Linked DNA regions of Anser cygnoides: region 1 is linked to region 2. The links are chromatin contacts, called in public Hi-C maps. All regions are on one chromosome and are shown on one strand. The core of a region is the stretch at or near the end of the contact, and the rest is flanking DNA. Distances in the headings are between cores, read along the strand shown. Region 1 holds the start of RPL27A (ribosomal protein L27a). Region 2 holds the start of AKIP1 (A-kinase interacting protein 1).

Evidence for each region. A called contact is a pair of places that touch in the nucleus more often than the background predicts.
Region 1: a contact with region 2 is called in a Hi-C map of granulosa cells, with 2.6 times the contacts expected there. The contact joins the promoter of RPL27A here to the promoter of AKIP1 in region 2. A contact is called at or near these places in 2 of 7 Hi-C or Micro-C datasets (granulosa cells and liver).

The regions. Positions count from the first base shown.
Region 1 is chr5:3,496,199-3,500,925 of Taihu_goose_T2T_genome, forward strand. It overlaps RPL27A (ribosomal protein L27a), which reads left to right and starts at 2,542. Exons shown (of 5, transcript XM_048069999.2): 1 at 2,542-2,635; 2 at 2,904-2,967; 3 at 3,538-3,613; 4 at 4,444-4,618. The coding sequence starts at 2,633. DENND2B (DENN domain containing 2B) reads left to right here. Exons shown (of 21, transcript XM_048069987.2): 21 at 1-550. It overlaps LOC125183505 (small nucleolar RNA SNORA3/SNORA45 family), which reads left to right and starts at 3,972; the gene lies at 3,972-4,103.
Region 2 is chr5:3,328,534-3,332,924 of Taihu_goose_T2T_genome, forward strand. It overlaps AKIP1 (A-kinase interacting protein 1), which reads right to left and starts at 2,778. Exons shown (of 5, transcript XM_066997347.1): 1 at 2,368-2,778; 2 at 2,132-2,169; 3 at 324-437; 4 at 1-8. The coding sequence starts at 2,778. It overlaps DENND2B (DENN domain containing 2B), which reads left to right and starts at 2,719. Exons shown (of 21, transcript XM_048069987.2): 1 at 2,719-2,847.

The DNA of each region.
Region 1 (4,727 bases), core at 1,292-3,791, 170 kb after region 2:
TGCTGTAAGCTTTTGTAACTGATTTTGTAATGAGCAAGAAAAACTGTGGTAAATATTTGTATATTCCTGAGAATAACAGGTGCTTTTTTTCTTTAGTATGAATTGAGTTATGCTTGGTGCAAAAATGAATAGCTGATTATGTGCAGCTGACTGTCTCAGCAGAACCACTGACTTCAGGGAATGTTTGTGAGAACTACACTGATGCCTGAGTACTGCGGTAATGAATGAGCTCTGGGGTACGTGGGAGAGGTTGTATGCGCGGGGGCTGTTTTCATGTGGCAGAGTTGGTATTCTTTTCCTAATTTTCCTTCTAATTAATTTTAAAAGAAAGAAATAACAAAGTAACTTGATAATAAGGTACTTGGTTCACAATACAAACCTTCCACTCCGTTTGAACTCTGGTCAGTAAACTACTTGTAATCCATTCTGCACTAAGACTGCTAACCGTGAGGAGATCTCAGTTCTTTGACATGCAAGCTGCAATGAGTAGGTACAGTTCATCCTTTCCTAATGTATGTATGTATGGTTCCTAATAAACTATGTAAATATACCTGTTTGTTTATATTCTTTGCAAACCTTTGTGGACTTCTGATTTTGAGTGGGTACAAAACCAGAGAAACTTGTGAATGTGAATTTTCAATTAAAATACCAAAAAAAAAAGGTTATTATGAAACTCTTTCAGTAGGTTTGCTATTTCATGATACTACTTGGTTTTCCTTCTAGTTAATGCTTTTTATTAGAGCCGAGACATGGCATTTTATATCATCACTGTTTTGTTAATTTTATCCTAACAGAAGCATCTCTTAAAACGATTTTCCTTTTTTCTTCTTCACACGGGTTAGCAGCAAATTATATCTTGTATCATAGACAACTGATCCTGAACTGTGATATTTTCACATTGTTTTTATGCTACATATGTTTTTACGTTTAATTTGGTTAAATGATCCAAGTAGAATAAGAACAGCTTGTAGCAGACAAATATTTTGCTTAAATTTCTGATGAGCTAATCAGCTGCATTCTATGACAATCTGCTTTTCTTTTGTATTAATTGCAGTCTGGTTCAGGTGGTGCTTGCATCGTGGTGAATGCTCTTCAGCAGGACAGGAATGATTAGCTTGCCATGGCCCTCTGCACAGCAGCAAGTGCTACACAAGTACCACATTCATCTTTAATCCGGTAACACAAATGCTGTTAAGAGATTCTATTAGCTTTTCCTTAGCCTGAAGAAGAAAACAGAAAATACTTGAATATTCTTTCAAGTCTGACATCTAATGAAAATTACCTAGAGCTTTCTTTTTAAAGAAAAAAGACCACTGCATTTTTCTTCATTTGCAGTGTGACTTCCTTGTGTAGTTAAACTGTCTTTGAGGCTTGCGCAATTCCTAACCTGGCAGTGGTTCTGGTGTGCTATCAGCCTCATAGAACAAAATTGAGGGTTTATTCACCAAAAAGGTGAAGTCGTTTCCTTTTTTCCTTACCTCCCTCACACTCAAGTATATACCAAAGCTTAAGTGTACATGAAAAGAAGCATCTGTAGAATGTAGAATATCAAGCGCTTCTGATTCAATTGAAATGTAATCACAAATGTTAATTTCTACAGGTTTTATGCTGTAATATGTTGTAAGCTACGGAGTGACTTTCAGATGTAGTTCTTCAAATCAGAAGCAATAGCTTTCACTTGTACAGGTGGATGCTGGCTATTTTATAAACAACAGTAATTATATGTGTAAATACATGTTCCTTTTGAGAAAATGATTGATAAAACGTCATCCTTGGGTGATGGTAATGTTGACATGAAAAGAGTTGTTAGGAATGCAAGAGAGACACAGGATGCACGTGTTAAGAGAATGCGGTGCGGTAAAATGCATCTCCCACACAGAAGCTGTTTTCCTCCATCTGCACTGTAAAAATCTAAGCAGGAAGCTTTTGAACGATAAATTACCCGTCAGCATGTTGTTCTGGGTTTTGCAGTCAGAGGAGTGCACCAGTCAGGGTGACAATCACATTTCAAAAGCTTGTAGGTACCTTCCTGGTCCTCGGACCATGGCTATGTAAATCAACCTTAGTGTTTCCAAAGGTCTGTGTTTAAAACAAACAACTGAAATGAAAGTGTGGGGTGTATTATTCCACCTTGCACCTTAGTTTAGAAAACTGAGGTGACGACTGCTGAACGGTGGAACACCGCTCGTGCACCATGTAACCGAGAAGGAAGTCCTGAAGAAAAACCAGCGTGGAGGCCTGTGGTTCAAAACTGGGGAGAGAAAAAAAAAAGTGTAAAATCTTCTGGCGCAGAATATATTTAAATAAAAAAAACAGTACGAAACAATTGTTTCCAGTTGTCCAGGAACTGTTACTCTGGCGTGACAGACGGCGGCGTTTACGGGCATTGCGTTTATTGTCCCGGCTACTCGTGCGGAGTGCCGTGACCCAACTCCCCGGCCTCCCCCCGCCCCCCTCGGCACAGGCCGCAGGAGGCGAGCGGCCGGGCCGGGCTCCGCGACACCGCCCCGCGGCTCGGCGCCGGCAGGAGGAGCCTCCGCGAAGTCTCGCGAGAGTTCGCCGTGGGCGACGGTGCCTTCCCCCGGTCTCGCGAGCGCGGCGCCCTTTCCCTTCCCTCGCGCACGCCGACAAGATGGTGGGTGCGGGACGGGACGGAGCGGGGCGGGACGGGCTGCCCCTCGCCGCGGGACGTGCCCGGGGGTGGGCTGAGGGTGGCCGTGGCGGGCGGTTCTCCAGGCCCGCGGCCTGCTCGGGGCGTTGAGGGCGGCCCGGGGCGGCCGCTCCGGCCTCTCCTCGCAGGGCCCCGGCCGCCGCCCGCTGTGGGCCGTGAGGCGCGGAGGAGCGGCGGCTCTGCGGGGGGAGGGCCGTGTGCCGCCGCGCTCACCTCTGCCGCTTCTCCGCAGCCTTCCCGGCTCAGGAAGACCAGGAAGCTGAGGGGACACGTCAGCCACGGCCACGGCCGCATCGGTAAGTGGGGGGCTGCGGCTCCGCAACGCCGGCGGGCCTTCGCTGCTCGGGCGCCGCCTCGGGCGGGCAGACGAGGAGCGCACAAACACGGGCCCGGCGAGCAGCTCTGAGGGCCGCAGCACGTGCGGGTGGTGCCCGCACCGTGGGGGAGATGCCCCAGGAACGTGGTGCTCCGGAGTTTTGCCCATCCCTGTGGACTGGGTTTGTGACTTAACTTGGATAGTACTTGGGCGGTAGGTGTTGCCTGAGAACGTGGCTGGGCGACATTTTAAGTTTGCAGGCTGATGTTGTGCCAGTTCAAACTATGGCCGTTCCTGCCTGTTCTTGTCAGTTTGCTTGTGTTAGCACTGGTGTCTTCTCATACTTCTGTAGGTTAAAGGCATCGGGTTTTTTTTGTTTTTTTTCTTGTCTAGGGTTAGTCTTTAGTGGGTTTAGCTCACTGAGTTGATACGAATGGAGAAGGATAGGACTGCTATCATCAGAGTAATTAGCTTAAGTTGACTTTGTGCTCCTAAGCTCAAGTATTACATGTGATATTCTTAGTTTAACCAACTTCATTTTTCTTTTTAGGCAAACATAGGAAACATCCTGGTGGCCGTGGTAATGCTGGTGGTATGCACCATCACAGGATTAACTTTGATAAATAGTAAGCTAACGTTTTAAACATGTGCTAGCAAAATGCATGTGTCTGAAGTAGAAACAACTAAATTTTATGTGAACCACCAAACTTCCCTACAATCCTATGTATCTTTTTCTCAAACATGAAAGTTTAATAGCTGAAATCAACTTGTGTCCCCATTTTCTCTAAACTCAGCGGCCTTTTTTTCTTAAGCCAGGCATCTTTGAGAGTTCAGTGCAGTAAACTTGACCAAGCTTGCCAGTTACACCGTTGTCCATACTAACAGATGTGCCCACAAAATGTTAGGTAAATCTGAAGCGTTATATAAATCAAAGCTACACTCTACTTAACTGCATGCTATAGAGGCAAGGGTCGTTGTCTCACTGCCGAGACTAGAGTCACATCTGAACACTGCCTGTTGTCCTGGTGTGCTAGAGTACTCGGAAAGTAACCACTAATCTCTATTCGCTGGCTGTGACCATTGTTGACTCAGTCAGTCACCAGGTTAGTGACAGGAGCTCTGAAGCTCCTCGTGCAGTGCAGTCTTGCACCGAGTTGGTTTTGCTCAGAAAATGCAGGATTGGACCAGACTCACCATGAGAAGGATTAAGTTGTGAGTTCAAGGGAGAACAGATGCTTTAAGGAAAATAATTTTCCCTTGCTTTGGATAGCAATGATTATTACACTTAGATACCACATGTATTAATACAAATAAACGTGTAATGTGAAAGTAAGATAAAATTTTACTTTTAATTTCTTTGAACAAGTAAGATGTTGTGTTAGTGTTGATTTGTAGTCCTACTTGCTTAGGATGAATTAAAAATGTGACCTAACGAGGAATGTGTTTTCTTTCACAGTCACCCTGGCTACTTTGGAAAAGTAGGCATGAGACACTATCACTTGAAGAAAAACCAAAAGTTCTGTCCTACTGTCAATTTGGATAAACTGTGGACCCTTGTTACTGAACAGACAAGGCTCAATTATGCAAAAAACCAGGCTGGACTGGCCCCAGTCATTGATGTTGTGCGCTCAGTAAGTTTCTGTTCAGATTCAGATCTGCAGTTTCTGCTCGCTTGAAGTGTAACTTAGCTTTGCATATCCAAGTAACAAAATGGTAAACTGCAAATAAGCTGCAGTGCAT
Region 2 (4,391 bases), core at 1,528-4,027:
GCATTTTTCTGGAAAGAAAAAGATGCTGCTTTCTAATGATAACCTCAGAAAATACAAATTTAGCCCCTGAGAGAGGGGATGTTCCAAGTCCGTTAAACTTTCCCCTCCACAAAATGACTGAAATGATTGCTGCCACGAGAATTTACTCTGCCCTCCCGCCCTGCCCAGCCAAAGACTCAGATCAGTCCACAGTTTCATGTGCCCATGATGTCAATCCACATAAATTCACGTGAGCAAGCGTCACAGATGCTGGATGGACTACAGTTGTCCCATGGTGAGGGAAGGATTAACCTTTAATTAAAATAAAACAAATTCCCGCTTACCTCTTCTTTAGAGGACTTGAACTCTTCTTCCCCTGCTTGTCTGCTGTGATATCTGCAGATGTGTTTGACTTCATGCTCATTGCATCTCCAGGCTGGCACAAATCTATAGTACTTCTGGACAGCAATTGGAACAGAGAATATTATATGGAGAAGCATCACAGCCATGCTGACAACAACTCCAGATTTGCAATTAAAAGTGGAACTGCACATTTACTGATGTTCTGTATTAATCAGCTGGCTTAATTTCATGTGAGGATGAAAATAGTGCCCAGATGTCCAAAGGACATCTGCCTTCTGGTGCAGAACTGTCAGCTCTGTTTTCAGACGCTTGTCTCCCTACACAGTATGTTGGGACTCTGTCACCTCAGAACTGAACTCATGAAAACAGCCAAATCTGGAGTTGGTATTGCCATAAGCCACGCAGGAAAATACCGAGAACAGAAGTGTGCTTTACATTTTTCTCTGTTTAGAGCAGCACTTTATTTCAAACAGTTGTCTGACTGGGATCCGCAATTCAGAATACTCTGAGGGCAAGGACTTTAGTTAGCTATTATACAATTAGATCACTCTTTCTATTTAAAGGCCACACAACGCTATCATTTTCTTGCCTTTGTGCTAGCAAATAGAGGGGTTAAGAATTGCTTAGCCTAGAAATGCTCATTGTTTGGGCACTCTGCTTACAAGGCAAATGAACTGCAGTCAGATTCCACTCTCAGGTGAGAGCTGTGTTCACTAAATGACATGTTTCTTCAAAAGGCTGCAGCAATATCAATTGCTTTTTTGTCCAGAACAAATCCAAAGGAATGCTCTGGAAACATCTACCTGACCGGGCCCTTCAAGCAAAGCTGGTGGAAGAAGCCATAGTTTATGGGTCCTTAATAGGATGTATATGTGAGGTAAGAGCTTTTGCAGGGTATGTGCAGAAAAAGCACTGTAAAAGCAGAGGACATGTTAATACCGGAAAAAGAGCTGGTGAAAGAGCTTAAGTGCTTTCAAGGCTGGTAACTTGTAGCAGAGCAGTTTTGAGAATTGCAGCAGTAGCACAGCAGTCCTTTTCTGGCTCTGCAGTAAAGGTACTTGAATCTTCCCTGCTGTGAGTTAAGTATGTGCATACAGCTCTGCTGCCATCTGCTGTCACCACAGAGCTCATCGCAGGGTTACCTTTTTGATCAGAGGAAACAAGTTTCAAAATAATGATTTTTGTCTTGCTTGTATTTTCCTTCTGTCTGACCGTGCAGACCACACATGAAAATAAGGCCAATAGCAGGTCTTGTTTCCAGGTCTGTTGCGCTACCTTATTCCTTGAGGTTATGTACCTACCAGTTTGGCTGCTGCTGTCGTGGTTTACTGTGGAGTTACGTCCCAAAATACATCAAACACTCTGACCTACTGCATAGGACTTCCCAGAGTATCTCTGTATCACAGGACGTGACTCGGGTCCTTTTACATGAAGTTAAATAGCAAAGAAGTGAAATCAAATGTTTGATACGAAATGTGGGTCAACTTTGGTCCCTAAGTAATTCTACACAACTCGTCCCAAATCACCTAATTTTAGTGCTTAATCACCTGCACTCAGTGGCATTCTGCTGCCTCGGTGGTTATGTTCTGCTGTAGGTTTTTATTTGCACTTTTTAAGCTTTACCCATGAACTCGTGGGTCTGAGAACTCCCCCCTTTTCTCAAGGGCAGGTGACTGAAGCGGTGCTGTCCTGGCACAAGCACGAATGTGGAAGTCAACCCCTGCTTGTCCCACCAGCGTTAGGCACTGTACGTTGTGTATCTGTTGCGGTTTTGTGTCGTTGTGCAGACCTGGCGTTGCAGGGCCAGCCGGTTACTGTCACGTAGCGCTGTGGGGTGACGAAGTTGTTGCCGCCTGGTGCACGTTGCCGTGCCCCGCTCCCTAGCGCAGCGGGGGGCAGCTCGGTGCCCTCGGCCGGGCGGCGCGGCAGGCTCCCGGCCCAGACCTCCCGGCGCGGCACCCGGCACCCGGCACCGCTCCTCTTCGCGCTCCGACCAAAGCCGCGGCCCCGCGCTCCCCCCCGCACCTCGCACTCCGCCGCCGCTCGGTCCATGAGGCGCGCGAGGGACGCGAAGGCCGCGCCGGGGCGTTCCGGGTCCTCTCGGTGCAGCGGCGGGGGCCCCTCCCGCCCCGCAGCACTGACCGGGGCCGCTCCCCGCTCCCGCTCCCGGGGCTGCTGCTGCTCCTCCTCCTCCTCCCGCCGCCGCCGCCGCGCCCGCTCCAGCACGGCGCGCGCCAGCCCCGCCGTCCGCGCCGCCGCCGCCCCGTCCATCCCGCCGCCGGCGCGCGCCGTCACAGTGCGCGCGTGCGCCCCGCGCCCCTCCGCCCGCGGCCGGTAGGGGGCGCCGCGGCCCCGCCCGCCCCGCCCTGAGGCGCGGCCCCGGCCGCCGCCCGCGGGGGGGCGCCCGGAGGGGCCGTCCCGGGCCGTCCTCGCCATCCGCGGCGGCGATGGGCGCGGTGACCGCCCCGGCGGGGCCGGCGGAAGGGCGAGGAGAGGCGAGGAGAGGTGGGCGTTGCGCCGCGGCTCGGCCCGGCCCGGCCCGGTCCGGCCCGGCGGGAGATTCAAACGCGGCGGGGTGCGAGGCTGCCCGCCGTGACGGGAGCGGCGTGAGGCGCGGGGCGGGGACCGCACCGGGCAGGGACCGCAGCGGGCGGGGCGAGCGGCGGTACCGGAGGGGAGGCCGAGCGGGCTCAGAGCCCTTCGCTATGCCCCCCGCACAAAGCAAGCCCCGGGCGCGGCTGGCAGGGGGAGAGCACGGAGCGCCTTGCCTTGAGGCACCGCCGCAGACCAGCCCTTCACCGGCCTCTCCTTCATGAAACACGCTGGAGGCGCCAGCTGAGTGTTTGGATACAGCTAACGTTGGGTCTCCTCTACTCCGCTGAGGCGTTTGCTGAGGTGCTTGAGGTCTGAGGGACTGGGCTGAACATAAATGGGGAAGAAAGACAGTATTTGCTAAAAGCGATGTTAGCGTGTTTGAGTTGTTTCATCGATGTGACAGAGCCGTCTGGGGTGCTACTGCTTAATGACAAGTTGAGCATCTTCCCTTGAGTGTCCTTCTTTGCTATCGTTGGTCCTTTAGAGAGCGGGTGGCTTTGCAGTCGTGCTGCACACGTGGAACAGACTTGGAGAGGCCCTCCTCTGTCATTTTCATAAATGGGAAAAAAAGATGTATTCGCTGTATGCTCCTGCCAGCTATTTGTGGCAATTCTGGGGTAAAAAAGCTTACCACCTTGTTCAGGAGGTAAATTATTCCTCGCGTGTTGAAATTTCAACTCCGCCATTTTTTGATGTTTGGTGGCATAGAACTCCTCCTGCAGCTGAGTAAATACATCTGTCCCAAGAAGGCCGGCAGCTGAAATAGCTTGTGCTTTGAAATACATGTTCCCATTAGGATCCAGATGAGTTACCCTCATTTCCTTTACGTTCACTATCTTGAAATGTAATGGAGGTTTGTGCAATGCTGGGCACTTACACCAGATTTCCTTGTCGTTGGGGTGATGTATCGGAATATCTCAGGACAATACACATTATTTGGTTTATGAGGTGGGGAAAGCCGAGAACAGCTTATCCTGAGTACTCTGCTCAGGGATCAGGCAAGCATCATCGTGTAGGAAAGTGTTTGCCTGATGCTGAGTGCCATTTTGGTTCCGTTTCAGTCAAAGGAAGGAAATTAAAATTTCTTAAAATTCAAAAAGTGTGAGATGCTGGTATCCTTGCTTCCAGCTATGCAATATGCATGCCACTCTTCTCCTTATTGTTCTCCTGTTTCTGTTATCGCTTGGTTATTGTCTGCACAACAAGTCACTTTGCAACGTTTACAAAAACTTCAAGGTCTAGATGCATTCCTCGCGTTTTGCAGCGCTCGTGACCCTGCTAGCAGCTGGCACCCTGCCTCTCTCCGAGGGTTTTTCTCTCCACCGCCTGGCGCGGCGTCCCCATCCCTCGCCCCACGGGGACAGCAGCTGCCCGCGGGACGCCTCCCGCCGCCCTGAGTGCCGGGCTGAAGCCCCGGGCTCGGCGCCTGGGCGCAGGAAGCTCGCCGCTCGCTC